Regions from separate parts of the Arachis hypogaea genome. Here region 2 is linked to region 1. A link is a contact called in public Hi-C data. All regions are on one chromosome and are shown on one strand. Each heading gives the region's core, a stretch centred on a gene start, on an enhancer-like site or on the middle of the called end of the contact. The rest is flanking DNA. Distances are from core to core; before and after follow the strand shown. Region 1 holds the start of LOC112697068 (ATP-dependent DNA helicase At3g02060, chloroplastic). Region 2 holds the start of LOC112697073 (small ribosomal subunit protein eS27y).

What was found. Hi-C and Micro-C count contacts between places; a contact is called where the count stands out from the background.
Region 2: a contact with region 1 is called in a Hi-C map of leaf, with 2.0 times the contacts expected there. The contact joins the promoter of LOC112697073 here to the promoter of LOC112697068 in region 1. A contact is called at or near these places in 3 of 8 Hi-C or Micro-C datasets (leaf and an unstated tissue).

The regions. Positions count from the first base shown.
Region 1 is chr6:97,890,642-97,896,650 of arahy.Tifrunner.gnm2.J5K5, reverse strand. LOC112697068 (ATP-dependent DNA helicase At3g02060, chloroplastic) reads left to right here and starts at 3,878. Exons shown (of 14, transcript XR_011862519.1): 1 at 3,878-5,480; 2 at 5,629-5,916. It overlaps LOC112697069 (potassium transporter 4), which reads left to right. Exons shown (of 8, transcript XM_025750062.3): 3 at 30-275; 4 at 445-756; 5 at 989-1,041; 6 at 1,409-1,523; 7 at 1,613-1,867; 8 at 2,344-3,737. The coding sequence ends at 3,431.
Region 2 is chr6:98,164,600-98,170,608 of arahy.Tifrunner.gnm2.J5K5, reverse strand. LOC112697073 (small ribosomal subunit protein eS27y) reads left to right here and starts at 2,276. Exons shown (of 4, transcript XM_025750065.3): 1 at 2,276-2,421; 2 at 2,633-2,734; 3 at 2,879-2,907; 4 at 3,013-3,348. The coding sequence starts at 2,419. The coding sequence ends at 3,139.

The sequences.
Region 1 (6,009 bases), core at 2,629-5,128:
ATCATATAATGCAATACTACTGTCTTCAGGTGGAACGTTTGCTCTTTATTCGCTGCTCTGCAGGCACGCCAAGTTTAATTTGCTCCCTAATCAACAAGCAGCTGATGAGGAGTTATCATCCTACAAATATGGTCCCTCGCAACAGGCCATAACCTCTTCTCCACTGAAGAGGTTTCTGGAGAAGCATAAAAGGTTAAGAACCGCACTGCTTATTGTGGTGTTGTTTGGTGCTTGCATGGTCATTGGCGATGGTGTTCTCACCCCAGCAATTTCAGGTAAGTGATTCATAATTAAAATTTGGGATGCCTGGAGCTTTGTAGCATCTTATTTTGTTGTAAACTGCTTCCAATATAATAATAATATGACAGAACTCGATTGGTTTTTTTTACTTGAAGGCTTGCTTCTAAGAAGAAACTAACAATTAGCCTGATCTTTACCTTGCAGTTCTAGCATCTGTATCAGGGTTACAAGTTACGGAAAGAAAATTAACTGATGGTGAGCTTGTCCTGCTTGCCTGTGTCATATTGGTTGGGCTGTTTGCTCTTCAACACATTGGCACACACAAAGTGGCATTCGTGTTTGCACCAGTTGTAATCATCTGGCTATTATCGATATTTTCTATTGGGCTGTATAACACAATTTTTTGGAATCCTAGAATTGTTCGTGCATTATCCCCATACTATCTCATCAAGTTCTTTATCAAGACTGGTAAAGAAGGTTGGATTTCTCTTGGAGGGATACTTCTCTGTATCACTGGTATGTTAGTTCTGATCCTTTTTAACAGTTATATCATAGAATATGCTCTATAGTTTGTAGGGATGTTATGCATGATGTATTGATGTTCCTTGTTCTATTTACAATTGTATAAATTTAGTCAAAATTTGAGTTACTAGAACTGTAAAACCTGAGGTTTTAAGAAACTCAGATGCTATACTATACTAAATTACTAACTATTTGAGTTTTTTTTTTTTTTTTTTTACCTCACCAGGAACTGAAGCTATGTTTGCAGATCTTGGTCATTTCACTGCTACATCGATAAGGGTGAGAAAAACTTGATGCTGAATTTCTTGCAACTGTTGTTATGAATTATGATGTTATGATTCTTATTGCTTTAGCTGTCCAATCGTGTCACTAGTCTTGTTGGGCTGAGATTGTACCAGTTGCACTATGCTGGTACATGGCTTAAAGTATTATTAGAAATAAGGAGTACTTATAGTTGAGTGTTTTCTTTCTCCTTTTTTTTTTTCTTGTTTTTCTCTTTCCCTCTTATCCACCATTTTCTCTATGATATCAACATAATCAAATTGATCTTAGTTTTACAAATTACTACTATTTTCTGGGAAAGCAACAATAAGTAGTACATGCTCAATTGTCAAGAGATTCCTTAATATTTTCCTCCCTTTTGCAGATTGCATTTGCGTTTGTTATATACCCTTGTTTGGTGGTACAGTATATGGGCCAAGCTGCTTTCTTGTCTAAGAACCTTCAATCTATTCATAACAGTTTTTATGATTCAATACCTGGTTGGTCCATTCATTACTCTCATTCGTTAATACTGCTTTGAGAATTCAGTAATTTAGTGCAATTGCTAATATTTTTGCTTCTCCTGCAGAACCTGTATTTTGGCCTGTTTTTGTTGTTGCCACCCTTGCTGCTATTGTTGGGAGTCAAGCTGTTATAACCGCAACTTTCTCTATCATCAAGCAGTGTCATGCACTTGGCTGCTTTCCACGAGTTAAAGTTGTCCACACTTCAAAACATATATATGGGCAAATCTACATCCCAGAGATAAACTGGATACTCATGATCCTGACTCTTGCAATAACCATTGGATTTCAAGACACGACTATAATTGGAAATGCTTACGGTAATATAAGGTTCCCTGCTCAAAAAAGCGTACACCAACCCACCCCCCACCCCCCTCCCACAACCACACACACACACACACACACAGACATTTGTCACTTTTTCACTTTACCGAAATCCTCATCTTAGAGGATCTTTTTCCTTGTGAGTATGGTAATTTTCTGTTCATTTGCTTCAGATCATTGTTTTCCTCTGATTATATGTTTGGATTGATAGTTCAATTAGTCAAAGTCCTAATAGTTGTTATGAAGGAACAACAATACAATAATTACTGGCTTGTGGATGTGAAAATAATGATAGTATGGTTAATATCCCAGCCCTTTATTTTTTTTTTTTTTCTGTTTTCTAGTTTGATGTGTTACAATTCCTGCTCTGCTACCTTGAATTCAGGAGTTTCTGCTAACAATGTTGTTACAAATTACAGTTTGAATGTCGGTTTTTTTCGTTTTGAATTTAATTCATGGCATTGATTTACAGGACTCGCATGTATGACTGTAATGTTTGTGACGACCTTTCTGATGACTCTGGTCGCAATCTTTGTCTGGCAAAAAAGTGTTGTGATTGCTATAGCATTCCTTTTATTCTTTTGGGTGATAGAGGGCACCTATCTATCAGCAGCATTCATGAAAGTGCCTCAGGGAGGATGGGTCCCTCTTGTCTTATCCTGCATCTTCATGGTTGTTATGTATGTATGGCATTATGGTACTCGAAGGAAGTACAGCTATGATCTTCACAACAAAGTTTCATTGAAGTGGTTACTGGGTTTGGGCCCAAGCCTTGGCATTGTTCGAGTCCCAGGAATAGGTCTCATCTACTCAGAACTAGCAACTGGAGTTCCTTCAATATTTTCCCATTTTGTAACGAATCTTCCTGCCTTTCACAAGGTGTTAGTTTTTGTCTGTGTGAAATCAGTCCCTGTTCCATATGTCTCCCCAGAAGAAAGATTCCTTATTGGTCGAGTTTGTCCAAGACCTTATCGAATGTACAGGTGCATTGTCAGATATGGGTACAAGGACATTCAAAGGGACGATGGAGACTTCGAGAACCATCTAATACAGAGTATAGCAGAGTTTATACAGAGGGAAGCAGAAGAACCACAGTACTCAAGTTCTGAAAGCTCTTCGCTCGATGGGAGGATGGCTGTTATAAGTACCAGAACTTTAGAATCCACTGCAAGCTTAATAGTTTCCGAGATTGAGGAAATTGGTGTGGACAGCTCCATCCCCAGCAGTAAATCTGTAACCCTTCGCAGCTTGCAATCGGTTTATGATGATGAAAGTCCACAAGTTAGAAGGCGTCGAGTAAGATTTCAGCTACCAAGCAATCCTGGTATGGATCCTGCAGTTAGGGAAGAACTTGTGGATTTGATTCAAGCTAAGGAAGCTGGGGTTGCTTATGTATTGGGGCACTCATATGTTAAGGCTAGGAAATCATCCTCATTCTTGAAGAAGCTTGTGATTGATATCGGTTACTCATTTCTACGCAAGAATTGCAGGGGTCCTGCTGTGGCTCTTAACATTCCTCACATCAGTCTCATTGAAGTTGGAATGATATACTATGTTTAGTTTCTTGGTAAAATTTGATATACAACTTCTTCCTGGCTGTATCGAATCTATGCTCCAGGCTATAGGTGTTATTTTTATTGCCTCGCTCATGGAAAAATGAGTATGGCAGAGGAGGGTCTCTCTGAGAAAAACGCTTGTAAGGTTTATGCTGCTCTCCTAATGTGTAATTATATTATATAGTTGCAATAATTTTGTATTAGAAGTTTTTTTTTTTTTGGGTGAGTATTAGAAGACTCAACTTAGAAATGATCTTTCTCCTTTCCTTCTGATTATTTATTTAGTAAAAGTGTTATTTGCGCACCTAAATTATGTCCAATTAGCACATACCAAAGGGCACTTTTCCTCGAACTGCTCTCTTCCATTTCTTCCACAAATCCACAATCTTAGTGCTTCTGGCGTTTACCCCAATAGTTGTGATAATGCTGAGGGGCCTGGATCAAAAGAGATTCTGGTAATACTAACCCTACCCTCATTGTTCGGGCGTTGCGGTGTATTTGGAATGGGCAAAAACTGATGATCACTGGCCCCTTCCCTTGCTGTCCCATTATGCTCGCTTCTCAGCCTTGGAATTCCAGGCTCTACTGCAGCATGGCCAGCTTATGAGCCATCACTCAATCTCTTTTCGCTGGTCTCCACCTCCTTTAGTGTTTGTGAAAGTTAACTCTGATGGAACTGTTCTCATGGAGCCTCAACAGTCTGCCTTTGGCACCGTCATTCGCAATGCAGACGGCAGCTGGGTGAAGAGCTGCTCCGGAACTTGTCTGCATCATCGGCCTCTTCATGCAGAGCTGCTGACTATTTGTTGCAGTTTGCAACTAGCTTGGGAGTGTGGTTATCGGGGTGTTTATTGCGCAGAAGCTCGCAATCTTTGATCTAGCAAAATTGTTCCACAACACCACATAGAGGGGCTTTCTTCTCAAGATCGCTCTGAGACTGGACTGGCAGTTTTGCTTTACTTTGGTGTCTTGCTCTGTGAACGAACCAGTGGATATCATGGTTAGGAAGGTTCTGATGGAAAGAACCTACGTTGAGTGGCTTCAGCCAACATGCTTATGCTTATAGATAGCTATTCTCTTTTACGAAAGAACGGCCTGAAAATAAGTTATTCCTCTAAAGCCAGCATAACACAGGGCGATGGTACATTTAGAGAGTGCTCAAGGATAGCCCTGTGAAAGCATTGATGGTTGGCTAATCCAACCTAAGAGCTCTGCACAATTACTAAAGAAAATGTTAATTTATTGCATGCCTGATACAAAGTGATAGTTCCTCGGGCCTCCGCTCAAAGGAGGAATTGGAATTCGAAGATATCCCTCTTATTTCCCTTTTCTTTTTATTTTTTGGTCTTGAAACTAGTAATTCGTTTCTTTTTTGTTTCTACTTTCTGAAAGAGGAACCAAAACCGCAGGCCCATTAAAATATATAAAATAAGTAAATAAATAAAAGAAAAGAAAAAAAATATCCTGCACAGCCTCTTATGTCTTATCTCAACCCCAGAAAAATTAATTTGACAAAATATTTTTGATATTAAAGCTGGAAGTTGAGTTACGATGATATAAGATATTTGTTCCCTGTTTGGGCAAAACCCCTCCAAAACCTCCAACATTCATCTCTGAATTTGATTCTATCTTCTCAAAATACGCATTCTTCACAAAACTTTTCCAATGACCCATTTCCATTCTTCCCTCTGAAAACCACACACGACTCTCCTCTTTACATGGCTTCACTCCTTCCAGCTCCACACTTTTCCACACCCCTTATCTCCAAGCTCACTTCTTCCCCCAAAACTTGGAAACTCTTCATCCTCCCCCACCCTTTATACCCTATAGCCCTTCACATCAAGAAGAAAAACGTACTTCTTTTTCCCACCAATGCATTCTATACGCAAGGGGTCTATGCCCCTTCTTCTTCCCCTTCCGAATTGCGGAACAGAACAGAGAAAAAGAATGAGCTTGAGAATGACCCAATTGCCTTGCTTAACGAGAGAATTCGTCGTGACTATGGCAGCAGGGAGGTTTCAAGAACTGTTATGGACTCAGAGGAGGCTGATAGGTACATACTATGCTTCACAAATAAGTATTGAGTACAATATGAATCAGCCATGAACTTAAGGAGTTTAAGATTACAGTATTTGCTAAATCATACGTATATGAATACAGTTAGCAAACGCGAGTGAAAATGAGACATTTGTGTAATATAGGTACATACAGATGGTGAAGGAGCAGCAGCAGAAGGGGTTGCAGAAGCTGAAGGGTGAGAGGAAGGAAGGGAAAGATGGTACCTTCAGCTACAAGGTTGACCCTTATACGCTTCAATCCGGTGACTATGTTGTTCACAAGAAGGTTGGCATTGGGAGGTTTGTTGGGATCAGGTTGGATGTTCCAAAGAATTCTACAGAACCTACTGAATATGTTTTCATCGAGTATGCTGATGGGATGGCGAAGCTTCCTCTTAAGCAGGCATCGAAAATGCTCTATAGATATAGTCTGTGAGTTTTCCTTGCCCTCTTACTCTTACCTTTTTTGTTATTGTAATGTAATTCATATATATAGAACAAGTCAGTTAGCTAGACATTTCAATA
Region 2 (6,009 bases), core at 1,027-3,526, 280 kb before region 1:
CCTCATAAGGGAGAGTCTTCTCGGTCGCTATGGGAGGTCCAGCTTTTGAGGGAGGACTCCAACTTTAAGAGTTTTTCTTCTAAATCTTTTCGTTGCTCTATTTCGTTCCTCAAGCTCCTCTCTGCCTCTCGCTGTCGCTCTAACTCCTGCTCCAGTTGTTCCAGACGTCCTTGGTGGCCGTGGAACAATCCCATGAAATTGGCCGCATGAGGTTGTCCTTCTTTTCCTGATTCACGCCCTTCAGAAGAGTTTGCTTTTGGGACTTTTAACCCAGAGGTACCTTCTCTATGCTGGTTGTTCACATCTTGGTGAGGGGCTACGTTCGCATCGCTGTTCCCAATGTCCAGATTCTCTTGTTCAGAATTGGATGTTGTGTGGCCATCTTCAGGTGAATTGTCCGCCATTACTGGTTGATCTCTCGGGTCCCCGGCAACGGCGCCAATGTTACGATGGGTAATCGGAGATTAGTGGGCTGGACTAGTAAGGTCGGCCCAATCGCTTAAAGGAGGAGGCCTTCTGACCTGGTTCCCGTCTAGGAGCCTCCGTCCGACTTGTGTGTGTGTGTAACGGAATGGGGGTGGTACCTGTAAAGACACTTCGATGTTTAAGTTAGCAAGGGTCTGAGCAAGTTTGGAGAGTATGGAAACTTAGAAATACCTGAGGGGTGTTAGTGTATTTATAGTGGTGAACCCATAACCACCGTTGGAGTAGTTCTACCTTTTAAGGAGGATAACCATCCCTTTATCTTAGGAAAGTTAAGATATGACTCCTAGAAGTGGATTGAGAGATTTTAAGGGCAGTTACCTATTCAAATAGGTGTTATCTGCCAGCCAATCCACGTTCCCGACTTCCTTGTGGTGGAGCCTATGTCGAACCCGACCTCATACGAGGAGGTCGGTTGCGGAGGGTTGCTAATCTCATGGATTGTGCCTTTTTATCTTATTTGGACTTGGACCTTGGTGTTGGATCATGGTATGAACAATTATCATTATAATTCATTTAGAAAATTCATAATTCAGGTATAGTTCTTCTTTTGTTTTTTATTCTTCATACCTAATGGGTAGTAGCTACGATTCTATCAATAATATTACCTATGGTAGATTATGTGATGAAAAAATTTGAAAAATAAAGGTACGAATTATAAGGTTCTGAGAAGTTTCATCTAAATTTGCCAAGAGCAAAACGGCTTACATAGAAATGGTTCTCATAGATGATAAGGTTAGTTGATTATTTTTCATGATTCTTTCAAGTGATGCTAGGTCTATTTTAAAAATATATTTTGTTCGTATTTTAAGTTTATTTAATAAGTAAACCCTTGCACGAATCAAAAACAGTGCGATTTAATAGTTTTATAAGTGCTAATAGCTTTTATATTTAATTTGTTTTATAATGTGATAAAATTCATTATTCAATCAAGAATTATTTGACAAAAGATGTTTGAGAATGAACTGATCGAGGGGAAGGTTTATATCTTCTTAAATTTTCTGATTGAGAAATCAAGCGGAATTTATATTACGACTACACACGTGTGTAGAATAATAACTTTTAAGAATGAGTCATGTATAGTAAATACGGTCGATGATAGTAGAATTATATACTAACATTGATATAATATTATTTTAGTGGAGTTTAAATTATTTATTGTTTATTGGAGAACTTTGTGCATTAGAATTTTCTAATAATCTGTTGTTTATTTTAAGTCGACTTCGATATGTCCTTACTCGACAGTAAAATAATATATAAAAATTTGTTAGTGGGTCTAAGTATTACTAGGTTATTTATAGTCACATTGAGTATATATGTCTGATTTATTGGAAAAAGTAAATTACTAAAACCAATTAATAACTATTAGAGTTAATACAGTTAACACTAAATTAAAAAAAAACAAACAATACATGACATGTTATCTTTTTATTAATCAAATTATTATAATTCAAATTAATCTTAACAAAACAAATTAAAATTATAATTTCAATCTTATCACGTGTCACTCATTACACTTGTCCCATTACTAATATATAATGGGCATGAAATTTGGCGCCAAATTGTACACGTTAGCATGATTGACACAAAAAAATTATCAGTATTCTATAATATTTTGGCTGTTTGGGTTGACATGTATTAAATTACAAAATATTTTTTGGCGGTTGGGCTAAGCCGAAAAACCCAACCCGAGCCTACAAAATTTGAAAAGGAGATATCAGATATTATTAACAAATGGGCCATTATTATATATTGTCATATTGGGCTGGGTAAGAGTAAACCCTCTGTATATAAGCATCACTACTTACATCCTTCTCTTTCTTTTGTTTTATCTGATGCAGCCAAACTTAGCCAGACTCTGAGTTTGTTGCTGCCACATTCCTAGGGTTCTCTTCTTCGGAGTTTCTCCTGCCGCTACTTATTTTTTTTGTCAGCATGGTAAGTATAATCTCTTTCTTCTTGGTCTGTGTTCAGAACTTCAGATCTGTTTTCTTGTATGTATTTATATTTCTTCGTAGATGTGTGTGTGTTTTATACAAAGACGACGTTCTTTTCTGTTATATACCTTCGAATTTTTTTGTTTTCTTTAGGGTTTTATTCCTTCCTTAGTAACGGTGACTGAAATTTACCGTGATTTTGTGCTGCGTAGGTTCTGCAGAACGATATTGATTTGCTTAATCCTCCGGCTGAGCTTGAGAAGAGAAAGCACAAGCTCAAGCGTCTTGTTCAGTCTCCTAATTCTTTCTTCATGGTATTCTATTTTTTATATTAGTTCTCTCTTATGTGTATTTTCCCATTTGTTGAACCACACGCTTGATTTGATCCGTTGTTGGTGCCTTCCTTTCCAAGTTTTAATTGTTAATTGTTTGTCTCTTGTATTCCTGTCTTGTTGTAGGATGTGAAATGCCAAGGTTGCTTCAACATGTAAGTTTTATCCTTCCCTCCCTGTTGATTGCGAAGTTATAATTGTGTGCAAACAAATGATTTGATCTTCGTGATTTTGATGTTTTGATTTCCATGTTGATGCAGTACCACTGTATTCAGCCACTCTCAGACAGTCGTGGTGTGTGGAAACTGCCAAACGATCTTGTGCCAGCCCACTGGTGGAAGAGCAAGGCTAACCGAGGGCTGCTCGTTTAGGAAGAAGGGAGACTAAATGGGTTGGTATCTTTTCTTTTAGCCTTTGGTTGGAGAGTTTTGTTTTCTTTGGGATTGATCAATGGCTTTGTCATGTTTGAGTTATGATATATTTAATTTTGCTAAATTGTAAGACTTTTTTTCCAAAGACATTATTATCTCCAGGACTGTAATGATATCACCAAGCATTTTTGTTTAGTCTTATTATATTGCAACATGATTTTGGCAGTTCCCGAGTTATAGCTTTTTCTTTCTTGGATCGGTTTATACATGTGATCTGATAGAGTTTACTTTAGTTTTTTTTCAATGTGGATTTGGTTGATGATGCGCTTAAGGCTTCTCACTTAGTTTGGGGAAAACTATAGATGGTATATTAAGGGGGTAGGGTATTCTTTGTGGTGGGTAGGTGCATTTACTTTTTGCTTGTCTTCTCTTAGGTGGATGTTTCTACTAAAACCAAGACATCTCTATGTGAAAATGATATTATAAATTGTCAGATGGTTTGATATGTTTAACTAAATTATCTAGCGGTTTATAATATCATCTTTACAAGATGTCTTCATGGAAGTAGCCACTGTAGTGCTACACACTTGCAAGGTTTCGTTTGATCCCCAAATAGAATCCTAGTTAAATGATTGGATCCAAAGCCTGACAAGACTTAAAACTAGTTGAAAGCTGGTTCAAAATGGATCTGAAGTTGCTTGGTTCACGAAAAAAATATCCGGTCTGCAATCACAGCAAGGAGGATGAAAAAAAGAAAATTCAAATATTTGCCAATATGTTTTTTCGGTATTTTTGTGTCGGTGTCTAGTTTCTTTTTCATCAGGTCACTGTGAAGATAGAACTTAGAAGAATTGTTGGAATGAGATTCTACATGTATGTTAACATATTACTATGTGCGTAGGTTTTTCTTTTTTAAAATATAATATACATACCAGTGAATAAACCAATAGCAGGGATATGTCAAGAAAAAATATATGATTAAATGCACAGCATAATTATAAAATGAAAGGTGAATAGATATGCACATAAGAAAAATCACATGATGCAATACAATGCAAAATCATGTGATAAAAGGTGAGGCATCTAACAGTTATATTAATAGATAAAAAATAAAAAGACCAACAAATATGTATATTTTAAATCTGGACATCATAAAATTACATCAAATTCTTGGCTTTTTATTTAAATAAATATTGCAAAAATATTAATTTTTAAAATATGCAGATGAAAAAAAAAAAGGCTTTTTAAGATTATGCTTGGGCCAATTCGTAGCAACCACCAACGAAGAAAGAGAGCCCACAAAATAAGTAGTAATGGCAGGGTTAACCTGAAATTGCTGCAGCCGAGACCTTGGATCAATGGCAGCATCATCTGTCTCGCTGGGAGCTGCATCCGGATTCGAATAATCAGTGAGGAATATAGAACCATGTTAATAGTAGTAGTGTGTGAGTGGGTGTGTTATGTAACTTAAAATTGGAGTTGTCTAGTCCATCAACTAAAAAAAAAAAAACTGAAATTGCTATTGCTAGTTAGGTATTAATGAACTTGTGGGAAAAAAACAAATATTGCTGCAAATTTTGACAGAATCAATCACTTGCATATTATTGATTTTATATTAACTATTCTCTCAAATTTTTTTCCCAATTATCTGCCATTTCGTGGGCTCCCTTTCTGAGTTGGTCCAATTTAAGTGTCAAGACTGAAAAGGCCTATTTCGTGGGTGATGCCTACAAAATGATTTAAATCTATAACTAACTTGGGTTGCTCGATTGGTCAGCTCAGTTCACTCCTCCACTTAAGCAAGTATCGGAGGTTCAAATCCTACACAAGTGTGTGTAACAACCTATTAGCCAGTGACAGACTCTTAAATAGAGCTCAGATAGATTAATCCTTGACCTGTCGGGTTGAAAGGATACCGTGGGAAACCAAAAAAAATGATTTAAATCTATTTGGTGACTGGCTGCTATGAATCAGCCCAAGTGTAATTGTGGAATGCTTTTTTCATATGTATATTTTAAGAATTAATATTTTTAAATATAAAACCCAAATTATTGCTACTTAATAACCAAAGTAATAAACAAAATTCATACCACATAAAAGCAAATATTATATGTCCAGAGCCTTATTTAATAGATCCAAAAAAACTAAATAGAATAATGTCCGTCAGTTTACATACTCGATGCATACTCAACATCTCAGTTTATAAAGTCTTATTAATTTTATCTGCATCTTTATCAAATTTGGCTGGGATTTTTTTTTTTTTTTTTTTTGAGAAGATAGTTTTCAAGTTGTTGGGCACGAATAGAAATGAGAGCTAAATCTTTTTAAGGCTGAGAAATCCTGTTTGTCCAGCTGGTCTCTTAATAGGAAGAGGGGTAAAGGCTCCCATGGATCCAACCCAGAAGTTCTGAATACCATGTAAAGATTATGTACAATTTCTTGATGAAGAAGATGATTGAAGCTTGAGAGTAGAGAAAGCAGAGGAGAAAAATTGAACCAGAAAGTGTAATATTCTATTGTATGTTATCCATATTGAACCAGAAAGTATGATTTTCAGGATACCGTGTAATATTCTTTTAATATCTCTCTTCCTTAATTAATCCCATGGACTTATATCTATTTCTAAGTGTTATCCATTTTTAAAAGATCAAGATAAACATATGAATAACCAACTTGAATTAATCATTTGGTTAGTTCACTTAAACAGGTGTCAGGTGTTTCAATTTCACTTTTTGTATGCATTAATTTCGTGATCAATGATAATCTTTTAAATAAAATTTCGATCAGCAACGAATTAGTCTTTGTCTTATCAGGTTGAAAAATATCGTGAAAATAAAAAAAAACATATGAACATAAAAAAATCAGCATATTAAAAAAAAAGTAAAC